Linked DNA regions of Gasterosteus aculeatus: region 1 is linked to region 2. Evidence: chromatin contacts called from public Hi-C data. All regions are on one chromosome and are shown on one strand. Each heading gives the region's core, a stretch centred on a gene start, on an enhancer-like site or on the middle of the called end of the contact. The rest is flanking DNA. Distances are from core to core; before and after follow the strand shown. Region 1 holds the start of myo16 (myosin XVI). Region 2 overlaps myo16 (myosin XVI).

Evidence for each region. A called contact is a pair of places that touch in the nucleus more often than the background predicts.
Region 1: a Hi-C map of skeletal muscle shows a contact between it and region 2, with 3 times the contacts expected there. The contact joins the promoter of myo16 here to the enhancer-like site in region 2. A contact is called at or near these places in 3 of 6 Hi-C or Micro-C datasets (skeletal muscle and whole body).

The regions. Positions count from the first base shown.
Region 1 is chr16:8,504,718-8,510,557 of fGasAcu3.hap1.1, forward strand. It overlaps myo16 (myosin XVI), which reads right to left and starts at 3,814. Exons shown (of 37, transcript XR_013452968.1): 1 at 867-3,814; 2 at 305-389. It overlaps tnfsf13b (TNF superfamily member 13b), which reads right to left. Exons shown (of 6, transcript XM_078090281.1): 3 at 5,546-5,602; 4 at 5,263-5,387; 5 at 4,691-4,841; 6 at 3,832-4,448. The coding sequence ends at 4,336.
Region 2 is chr16:8,457,549-8,463,231 of fGasAcu3.hap1.1, forward strand. It overlaps myo16 (myosin XVI), which reads right to left. Exons shown (of 37, transcript XR_013452968.1): 15 at 5,135-5,240; 16 at 3,811-3,928; 17 at 3,131-3,278; 18 at 2,794-2,908; 19 at 1,310-1,427; 20 at 648-719; 21 at 245-386. Among protein-coding and RNA genes, the nearest start is that of LOC144388742, 45 kb to the left of the region's middle. Within about 2 kb of position 3,348, at least 2 of the 9 cell types and tissues checked have open chromatin away from gene starts, as enhancers often do.

The DNA of each region.
Region 1 (5,840 bases), core at 2,564-5,063, 48 kb after region 2:
CAGGCACACATGAAAGATCTCAGGCCAAACAACAGCAACACATTGGGGGGGGGGGGGGGGGGGGACTAAGACTGTGACCATTAGAGGAGAAGAAATTGCCTTTCTCTTTGAAAACAAACAAAGCAGAATCGATGCAGACACTGTGCTGTCCGCGAGATGTCAGCGCAGATACGGAAACACATTTAAAAGGATGAAGCATCCGAATGACAACACGCCAGCTGTGCGTTGAATCAGCTGCGTGAGTGGTAAACAAGAGGAACTTAAACACACACATTCACAAAGAGCAAAACAACGTCCAACGTACCTCACTGCAACATGTCTCGACCGTGGCGCTTTCTTTCCAGCCTGGTGATAAAATCCAGAGACGAGCTGATCTAAGCTGCAAAGATCTGGGGAGGGGAGAGAGAGAGAGAGCAGCTCTACTATTCCATAGGGTGCAATCCTCCACTGACATCCCATCCGTGAAATGTTTAAAAAGGAGAGAAATTTAGAAGTGGTTGTTTTTTTTTTGTTTTCAAAAAAAAGAAAGAAAAAGAAAATGTGAGTAGGACACGAGTATGAATCTCTAATTACAACCGCTTATCAAAAGCCCATCAGCAGCTTTTCAGGATGAGTGACCCTTGATAGACACAAACAGCACTCTGTTTCTTCTGCATCTCGTGTGCAGGCTGTGTGTGTGTGTGTGTGTGTGCGCGCGCGCGCGCGCACTGAAGGTGGAACCCTACAGTGGAAACAGGAGAACGTGGAGAACTCCTACCTACACGAGGCCTCCTCCTCCCTCCGCAACGTAAGAAGGTCACGCTCTCTGCAGACTGGTAACGTTACCTGCGTTTATAAACGGAGTGCGTGTGTCTTACGTCGCTCACCTGTCTCACGGGGCCTCGTGCGACGTCCTCCTCCTGAACGTGCTTCAGGTGCGGTTTCTCCACGCGGTCATTTCCCCGCTCCACGAATTAACGCCGCGTTCCTCGCAGTCTGCGCCGTTTGGCGGCGGTGACGTCACACGGAAGGCAAAACGCGGGATCCACCGGAGCACGTGGGTCTCCACCACGCGACATTAGCGTAATTAGTGCACCTGTTGTGGGGGTGTTTGATTTGCGTCGTTTGGCGCGCCGGCCGGGTCGTTCATCAAAGCGGGAATTAATTAAAGGGACAGTGTGTCGGTTTTAGACCTTTTAATTACCTAAAGTGTAGAAGTGGCATATTCAGGATTGTAGTCCAACGAGGATGCTCTTATTAATACTTCAGAGCATTCAACATGGCCATCTAGTTATTTGGTGAAAATGATGTGTTTAATGACTGGTTGGTCGCAGGCAGCAGGGAAGTTAAAAAAAGAACCTTTTGGCACGTTGTGGCACTGTTGGTTGACTGAATTAGGTTTCACTTCCCTTTTAGGTAGACATGAAATTAGTCTAAACAGTCAACTAAAAGGTTTTTAGCGACTGTGACATCAACAAACGAACAACGCAGGGATATACAGGCCTACAAACAATGACAATGTGTACAACACATAAACAGACAGAGATGAATGTTGCTGACTCTGCCAAAGCTCCATCATGGAGCCATGAAGCTGAATGTGGAGACAGAGAGATGATCAGTTTATATTCCAAAAGATGCATTCAGGGGACAATAATCTAAACCAGCTCCAATGTTAACGCAGTACAAAACGAACAAACCACTAATTCTGTCACGTTTTTCAGCTCAAGCACAGTTTGTGTCTCGAGCTCAATTGATTGGAAAAAAAAATTTAAAATCACAGAACATGGCGTTTAGACTTTGGAGGAGCGGGTAAACCAAATCCGCACTTAAGTGAGAAATGCACGCAGTGCCGCTGCCAGTCGAGCTGCAGGCCGCTGGATCAGCCTGATTACTTTGGTCCGACCGCAGCAGATCAAAGTAATCCCCAAATACTAGAGAAGGTACACGGAACCACCGTGTCGAACACCCCGTTGAGCCCATGTCAGGTTTTTTTATATTAGTGTGTCAACATTTTAGACTTGTTTTTTTTCTTTCTGAGGTTCAGCTAAAAAATAAAGGAAATAAAATGTTTACCATTCGAATGCAGATGGGTGTTCACTCCATAGTTTAATGAGACAAACTCACTGTGTTGTGTTGGTATAATATATATGCTAATATGGGACATCTGTCATCTTTTTTTCAGCATGTAAAAATTTGTGAACTCGCATCACGTGTGTGTGTGTGTGTGTGTGTGTGTGTGTGTGTGTGTGTGTGTGTGTGTGTGTGTGTGAACTACACACAGTGCCAGCATGTGTACACAGCAGGCCTCATTTCCTGATTCTCCGGTCAGATGCTGGTTTCTCTTTTGAGACGGCAGCCCACAATGACATCAGCTTCCGCCAACACACCAGCCGTCTCCATGGCACCGCACAAAGACATTTCTGGCGCAGAGGGAGGGGGGAGCATCATGCTTGACACGTTTATAGGAGCGGTCCGTGCAACCCGGTGTGTTTGTGCAGCAGCCTGCTCTTGTTTACTGCATCATCAAAGAGCTTCTCTGACTTCCGTGTCGGCATGGTGCAGGGAGTCTGGCCCGCGCACTCTGTTCATCGCTGCTTCAGACCCCACGGCCTCTCTAGTGGACACCCTGCTATCCATTAAGTCCAATTTCAATCATTCTTGCTCGGCCTTCTATTTTAGACGTTCTTACTCCCCCCCTCTGGTCTCTTCTTGTCGAATGGAGCCATGACTCCGAGGGCAACATGCCGAGTGAAGGAGTGGCCACCCAGGGGGGCTTTGTCTAACTCTTTGCCCCAGAGAATTGCCCCAGACAGATGGCCATTGTGTGTGTTTGAGAGTTAGGTAAAGGAGAACTCTTAGGCAGAAATATATTCACACAGCTATCTTCAAAGTAAAAACGTATATCTGGCTAAAAAACATCACAATGTTGTGATATTGGGACGTCTCTTTTTTAAATATATCATATTAAAAAGCCAACTTAATGACTTATTTATTCCTACTTATTCTCATTCATTATTAATCAATTTCATCTGAACATTAATTGTAGCATTATATATTGCGATGTGGAGGATGTCCCTTTCAGGCATTCTGCCCCGAACCCTTAGAGGGCGTTGTATTTTTCTTAATATGCTAAAACGGTTGTTACTGCCACCAAACAAACATTTCTATCCAAAAGTGAGCATTGTGTTAGTGGTCTAAGTTGATCCCTGACAGCAGATTAGAGCGACACATTTAGATCAGACAAACCTTTTTGTTAAATAAATGAATATCACAGAATGTAAGTTCCCATTGTCCCGTGTTCCACTGTTGTGTTGCTAATAAAATTTAGGGAAATGTACGCTGTGTAAATCATTTTGTAGTTCAGTTAATGAACATTTGCTCCGATTCGATCATTTATTCGGCAAAACGCTAAAAAATAATAACGCCATGAAAATAACGTATGAAAATAACGTATTACAGCCATACTTTACAGCGTACTCTAATATTATAGAGGTTCCTTTAACTCCATTACAGGTAATTTTCACAGAATGTTTAGTTAGGTCACCAATTGGTCAAAATGCGTCTGAATCCCAGGTGTAAGTCTCCCTCTGCCAATAGCAAAAAGAATCATTGAGAACATTTCACCAGGTCCTCCGTGCTCCTCAGGAGCCCCTTTGAACGTGGAACAGCCTCAATCTAAAAATAGCCACCTTTACCTGAGACCCAGTGTTCCTGCTCGGCCTCGGCTCTCTGCTGCCTGGCAGGATGTTCTGTCACACGGAAGTCCCTCCTTCTCTCCTTCTCTCCTTCCTCCTTCTCACGGCCGACAGATGAGCAACAACCTCCAACCCAGATTCTAGTTGACGCCAAATCTTTTGCACAGAACTGTCACTTTTATTGCATTTTAATTTGAATAACGTGAAATCAGATGATGGCTATCAGATGATACAAGTGTGTCTGAATACCTGAAGAAATATGTAAAACCTTGAGGAATGCTACAGGAGGAAAGATTATGGATCAGGGCAGTATGAGAATGACACAAGTACAAGTCACGTCTCAGGGATTATTTGAAGGTAAAGTACTTGATTTTCTTAGAAATGAGCATAATACAGTTAGTAGCTACATGTATTTGAAGAGTAAACGCCGTGCCATCGACTGATAGTCCCCTTCGTGTGCCCTCGGGCGGCGCAGCCTGCTCAGTCTCTCGCTCAGCCGTAACAGAAATGGCTGCTTTCTGTATTCTTCTCACCTCACAGATTCACGTCAGCCAAAGTCAGACGAGGTCACCGTCCCGGCGCTGCGTCGCTCTCTCTCCCATCGCGGCCCCTAACCCCACCGCCACAGTGTTCCTCCGGACCCAAAATCGGGTGACGCATTTTAAGCCAATTTGACAGCCCCCAGGAAGGTGGTGTCTCCGAACAGGGACACATTGGCTGTGGACCGAGGGATCAGCAGCTCCACGTGGTCCCCGGCCTCCAGCTTCACAATACCTGAGCAATTCAAATGCACATTAGATGTTGAACTGCAATTCCTCTTTTTTTCTTCTTGCTACAATCCCACAACCACTGACACACGCGTGCACACACACACACACACACACACACACACACACACACACACACACAGACACACAGACACTCGCTTGAAAGCTTGACTAGAGAACAGCGGCTGACCCCCCGTAACAGCTGCTGTAAAGTCGGGTGAGCACAGCTCGACACAAACAATAACTCGCCTCCTGTGTAGCAGGTGTTGTAAGGGTGGACGGGGTTCATGTTCTGGATGCAGCGGAACAAGATCACATACTGAGGCTCGTCTCCCACCACATTCCTCTTCCTCCGGATCACCACGTGACCCATTGCAAAGGTGCTGTCCATGTAGTAGACCTGAGCACGTCACAAACACTGGGCTCAATCTATGCAGTGAGGTAAAGGATTTTAAGCACTTGCAACATATAATAATGACAACTACTCACAAAAAAGGACATTTTCTGAGACATTTATAGAAAAAAAAGGACCATATGGCCTGTCATAATTATAGTGCCTAAAGGTTAACGCGGAGAGACAGTCAGGTGAGGGGTACATCATTTATTATGCATACATCATTAGCATTTCCTCTTTATCTGACCTTTCTTCAAGGTCTGTTAAACCACTGCGCGCTTGGAATCGAGCACATCATCCCCCCCCCCTGCAATGTGTGATAGACACTCCCCCCCCCTCCTCCCCCGGTGTGCGAGATGGTGGCGAGCGGAGCAGCAGCGCCTTCGAGTGGAGAGTCGGTGGAACGACGCGACCGAGACGGACTGACCTGACTGTACACGAAGTAGAAGCCCTCCTCTCTGACCAGCATGCTGTCCCCATCGGCCTCCAGGGCCGAGCCCCTCCTCAGACCGGCCTGCCAGGGGATCCCCGTGTGCGGCTCAGAGTTATATTCTGCACCCGGGAAAACAACGAGTCCATCAGGGAACGCGTCAAATCATCACGACTGCATTGCATTTAATTCATACAAATAAGTTCTAACTGTGATCGGTCCAAAGCGAATATGAAATTCACTATCAGCAAAAAAAAAAAAAGGACAAGAAATACTGCACCTTTCCTGAAGGTTCTCCGGCTATTGTTTGCCAACAACTGCAAGCAAGGCTGAGCAACTGTAAGAAAATATACAAGAACATGTTCATGCGGGTCACAGGGTTCCTTACAATCTGCATGCTGCTTTTCCCATGTTGGTCTCTTTTTCCCTTTTCTGGGCCATATTCCATTGACAAACTGCACTATTAAGTGGCTTGAGCTGATGGTCGAGCATCAGAGACTTTAAGTTTTAAGTGGTCATCAGGTCATCCGACTCAGCTTTGTCTACAGTGGCATTCGTGGGAGGGATTCCTTCCT
Region 2 (5,683 bases), core at 2,098-4,597:
CTCCAGAAGCCCGGAGGGAGAGACGCCTCGCATGTGATGACTAATACATCAGGGAAGTTTGTTATCAACGACCTGGCCTCTCAAAAATATATTTTTTTGAAGGAGTAAACAACATGTGATAAATAAAGACACACACACACACACACACACACACACACACACACACACACACACACACACACACACACACACACACACACACACACACACACACACACACACACACACACACACACAGATATACCCGATGCCGTCATCTTGTCCATGTAGGTAGTCATTGATACTGTTGACCAGATAGCTGAAGAGGCGTCCATAGATCGCCTTTGCCAGCTGGTCTCTGTGCTGCTCCGACATCTCCTCTGTGTGGCCTCTAGTTATTACGTCACCTGAAACAAAAGGGACATGGCAACAATGATTAAGTTGATAGCACAGAAAACAATATCCGTAAAGTTAATTTGCTCAGTTTAGGTGCCAACACTTAAAGAAATGGTTTTGTTTTGACATATGCCTTGTTGAAAAGTGCAACTTGGTAAGAGATCCGTTAATTACTTGGAACAGTCTGAGGTTAATCCAGTGATAAGTAATGGACTAATTCTGCTTATGCACGTGGACTAGGGAGGTGAAGGTGGAGGCTGGTGAGCGGATACCTTTGAAGTACTGAACGTCAGAGGTGAGGGCGGTACTTAAGTCGTGGGAGCACACCTGCAACAAGCCGGCAACTGTGCAGAGAACAAAAGCGCAGAGAGAAGAACTGAGTGACTGTATGAAAATCAAAATAGCATTAAGCATTGAGAATTAGGATGTCAGAAAGGTAGCGCTGATGACATCCACGGAACAAATGCGCACAACCAGCTGAGGCCCAATTCAGATGACTCTGAGCTAATCGATCAGCAGAGCTGGCAGCAATGAGTCATCAGTGGATTGCCGAGCAGAACCCATAAACAAGCAGAAACAGGTGACAACAACCCAGAATACATCTGCTGACATCACCATTATATCACATCTCCTTGACAACAACTGGCTCTTTCCCGTTCAGACGCTGATGTTGTTTTGTTTACCATCACATGGAGGTCAGCGGTTGCGTAATTACAGAGATAGTAAGAAAAGAAAGCTGAGACACCAATAGAGGCTTTAGAAGCGTTAAAGCGGAGGCCGTCTCCTCGCCGTGGTTACACTCTGGCAGAAAGTGCAGCTCACTAAACAGGTGGCAAACTGCCGAGCAGAACTCAAGGAGGCAGAGAAAGGTAAACACAGAGGGGGTGAGATGCACCCCCGCTGTGAACCCGGTCATGTGACGGAGGGCACTAACCTCTCTCCAGCAACTGGAGGTCAGAAGGGAAGGCTGTATTGGCATCCGGCAGTGCAGTGAAACGTAGGTCCCCAATGTGGAGCACAGCCGATAGCAGCATAAACACAGAGTCAATCTCCTAGCAGAGAGAGAGGGGAAATAGTGGGAAACAAATAGGAACTGGACATTTTGAAATAGTGATCAAAAACATCATTTTCACCGTTTTCGACCGTGAATTCCAACATGCACGACACAATCAGGACATTTATCTTAAAGTACACAAACTCCACGAAAGAAAGAAATAAACCCAAATCCAATGCTTTTTAAAGACAGATCAACCCTCCTCCCTTCATTCACACATTTATTTTGCTGCGTCCGACTCTTCCTTCCTCTTTGCCCTTGGGTAGAGGACGCTTAATGGAATACCCTATTACCCACTGCTCTGAATTTCTGAGAGGGGGACGCTCCAGTTTGAGGGCGTGTGCTTGCATGTGTGTGTGTGTGTGTGTGTGTGTGTGTGTGTGTGTGTGTGTGTGTGTGGTTCGCTGCGTCTCCTTGTGCACTCTCTCAAGGCGGGATATTGGAGCTGATATGTGGGAGATAAACACGAGCATTAGTCTCCGTCTGACACTCTATACACAGACAGACTCCCCCTACTTAGGAAGGGGGAAGGAAGGGAACAAGGACACAAGGGAGAAAAAAGGAGCGTTAATGGCGATTGACCTGTGTGTCTGGACTAGGAGTCTCCCTCTGATTAGACTAGACAAAGACCAATAGGTGGTCTATCGCTTCCACTCTTAGTCCCTGCCCCTCCCCTCTTCTCCAGTGGACACTAGTGGTTTCTAATATAAGCCTGTCTCTCGCACTACCTAACCCCCCCCCCCCCCCCCCGTCCTCCCATGTATTGACTGCTGCTGGATTAAAAGGTGAGCTGGTGGTCACTCACCGCTGACAGATGCTGACTGGGAGCCTAAGAATAGGACCTGATAACGGCCTGGCAGCACAGCTGGTGGTGCACAGGACGGCCCGTCCCACACACTACATGCACTCAGCAGGCATGAATCAATGTCTTGATAGATGATAGAAAATGGGGGATCAAAGAGATCAAAGTATCGAGGCAGGGTATGTCATCGGGAACAGATGACCGTCATTTCAAATACGTCTCGTGCCTGAAGTGGGAGGACACACTGTTGTGTCCTTTGCATCACTCATTTTCCCGCAGCGGTCAATTGAAAATGAAAACCATTGACCGTGATGTTATCTACCAGGTGCTACCGGTATGGCGTGTGTTTTGGTAGAATGGGTCAGTAGTTCTTTCGTCTGTGAGGTGAGACACTTTGGAAGAGCCAGCGCCTGAACGCCAACTTACAGACTGTGTGAAGGAAAAACCTGTTGTGAAACGGCATTGATGACCTCATATGTGGCTACTTCAGGGTCCGTTAGGTCAACACTTTTAATGATCCCCGCTGTCAATACCAGAAGCCATGCGCAGTGCTAATCGATACCTGTTTGTTAAAGCCCAGGGCTCGCAGGGCCTGTTTCACTGCTGCGAGGCGTTCTCTGCTGTGGGCAGACGCTGTCGCCATGGGAGGGTTCTGTCCAAGTCCTCCACTCAGGTACCTGGAGTAAGGACAGAAACATTGGACCAATAGTTCAACAATAGTTCATAAACCACAGAAACAAAATGATCATAAAGGACATAGTGTGGCATTGGTTCATGTTAACATGTGGGCCTAAATCCCCCAAAATGATGAGGCAAGAACCTCCCAGGTCAGAGCAAATCAGTTCAGTTCACATTTTGATAGTGGATATAATATACATATGCAGCTGACAGACACTAACCTATGAGCCAGGACATTGTTGAAGTAAAGTGCGCTGTTCTCCTCAGGCGAAAGGCCTTCAGCCATCAAATAAAAGATGTTGAAGCCGTGTTGGTGAGGAGGCAGGTGGACCAGGCGAGACTTCTCCAGCATGTGGGTGTTCACACGGGCTTTAAACATCAGATTTGTTTAATACTTAGTAGTAGAACTGAACATCCAACGAGGGCTCATTGACCAAATGAACTTGGGTAAGAGACGGTAAACAGGACTTTAAATAACGGAGCACAAAGAAGTGCTCTGAGGACAGACTAATGGGCGTTTGCTGCCCCCTGCTGGTGTCATCGCAAAGTAGTCTGTGCCACAGATGTGAAACTAGTTTGGTTTATGTCCATCAACTATTTGTTTGTCACAATATTAGTCACTCCAGAAGCCCTGAGGAAGGGACGCTCATGTGATGACTAATACATCACTGTAAAGTAATGATCCAGACTTTTAAAACAACAGCTTTTTTCGGCCTTCATTTAACAGATATTTGATCTAATTAAATTATTATGAATTAAAATGTGTGGAATCATAAAATGAAATGCGTTAAATTAAACCAGAATAAAGACATTTTGAAGATGACACTTATAAGCATCATCCTTCTCTAGTGAGTATTCTAAGTATAGAAAATTATTTTCCATTGAAGGGAGAGCATGTTACCTCTGAGCAGGGTTTTCCTCTTGTCACAGTATTGGATGGTCAACAACTTGATAAAGCGGCTGGAGTTGTTGTTCTTCAGAGTCTTTGCATGACCGAAGGCCTCCAGAATGCAGTTAACCTGCATTTTATTTTTTTAAACCAGAGGAAATATTAACAGTGAGTTTGAATATCCTCATTGCACAGTGTTTATGCCCTTTTTTTCTCCCCAAATAATGATATTATATCTAGTGTGAAAATAAAAGGTCCATTTCCACCACTAGATGTCAATATGCACCCGGTAAATGGGAGCCTGGTGTTTTGTGTGTCCTAGGATGATCAGACAGAGCTGACCCAGATATATCAACTGTAAAACGATGACTTCATCACAAACACACACTTGTACTCCCAGCTACACACTGCTTTGTTAGTGCAGAGCAGTGAATCATGTGTTAGACACCACGAACACGTCGCACCTCCGTCTACACATCGGGGAATACACGAGGAGGCAATGATGCAAGTGCTTCGTTTCTTGTTGACATACAGGACTACAGAGGACACAGAACTCTCACCTCAAATGCCTTGCAAACAATATTATAATGTGTCAGAATGGTTATTTATTGTAGCCTCTCTTGATTCACTGGAAAACCGACCATGTAGCGGATACGTCTATTTGACATTCAATTGTACTCTACCAAAAAAAAAAATCAATACACCTTCATTAGGCTGTAAAGTTCAAGACAAATGGACGACCTCTAAGAAAACCGCAAAATGATTCTAGTGATTTGATGGCTGCAAATGGGTTTTTTCTTGGGAACAGTAAAGATCATCTTAATGGCAATCTTCATCACGCAATCAAACACAATGTCTGGATGCGGTCTTTGACGATAGAACAGCTAACAGGCAATGAAGAAAAGACGACCAGCAAAGCCCCGCCCCCCTCCCCCCCGCTGTGTCTCCACTAATCCCTCCGTCTATTCTCTCCTCCAGCACGGCCACGAGGAGAACAGCGGGAGATATTTACAGCGCTACGACAAGAGATGACACATGAGAGGGAACAATAAACAAAGAAACATAAATAAATAATACGCACAGAAAACATGAACGTCGTGAGCTTCTCGATGAGGACCGATTTTGCGGAGCATTGAATTTGAGATGAAAAAGATGTCTACCATAAAAACTGTTGATCTAGTCGTACTGCAAATCCAACGCAAAGACACAAGAGCAACAAAAGGATTCAAGACTCATGCTCAGAGCTGTGCGTTACATCACGTATTCCAAAACCATTTAAGCCCACAAGGCACCCGGTGACTGTTTGAAGTGGTAGTTGTATCAGGACCAGACTTACATGCTTCATTCTGGGCTCCAGCGTAAAGCCTTTGGGGCTGGAGCGGGCTGCCAGGTGTCTCACGATGTGCTTACAGGCCTCCGTTTTCCCAGAACCACTTTCACCACTGGAGAGACAGAAGAAAGGCTGATTCAACGACCTTAAATGATGCTCGTTATTTGTCACGTCTTTTTTAAAGCAATAGAACATTGCTTGTTCCTCGGGTTCATACTGAACATTTAGTGATATTTCCTTATGCGCTTCCAAAATAAGTGACAGGGTACAAATTCCCCATGTACACTTTGCATGTTGATTTAATATTTCAATCTTTATATTGCAATACCTGCAAAACATCTGGACAACGGGTTAGAAAAACTAATGAAATAAAGTTATTAGCTGCCATTCATTTGACAATGAAAAACACATCAATCATGGCTGTGCGTTACCATTCTCTGGGTGCATTTCCAAAGAACAGATGCAATTAATCATCAGGGTGTTTCCCCACATCTGTTCCCCGTTATATGTCTCCACCTACCATACATCACCCCCCCGAGGAACCTCCACCCATCA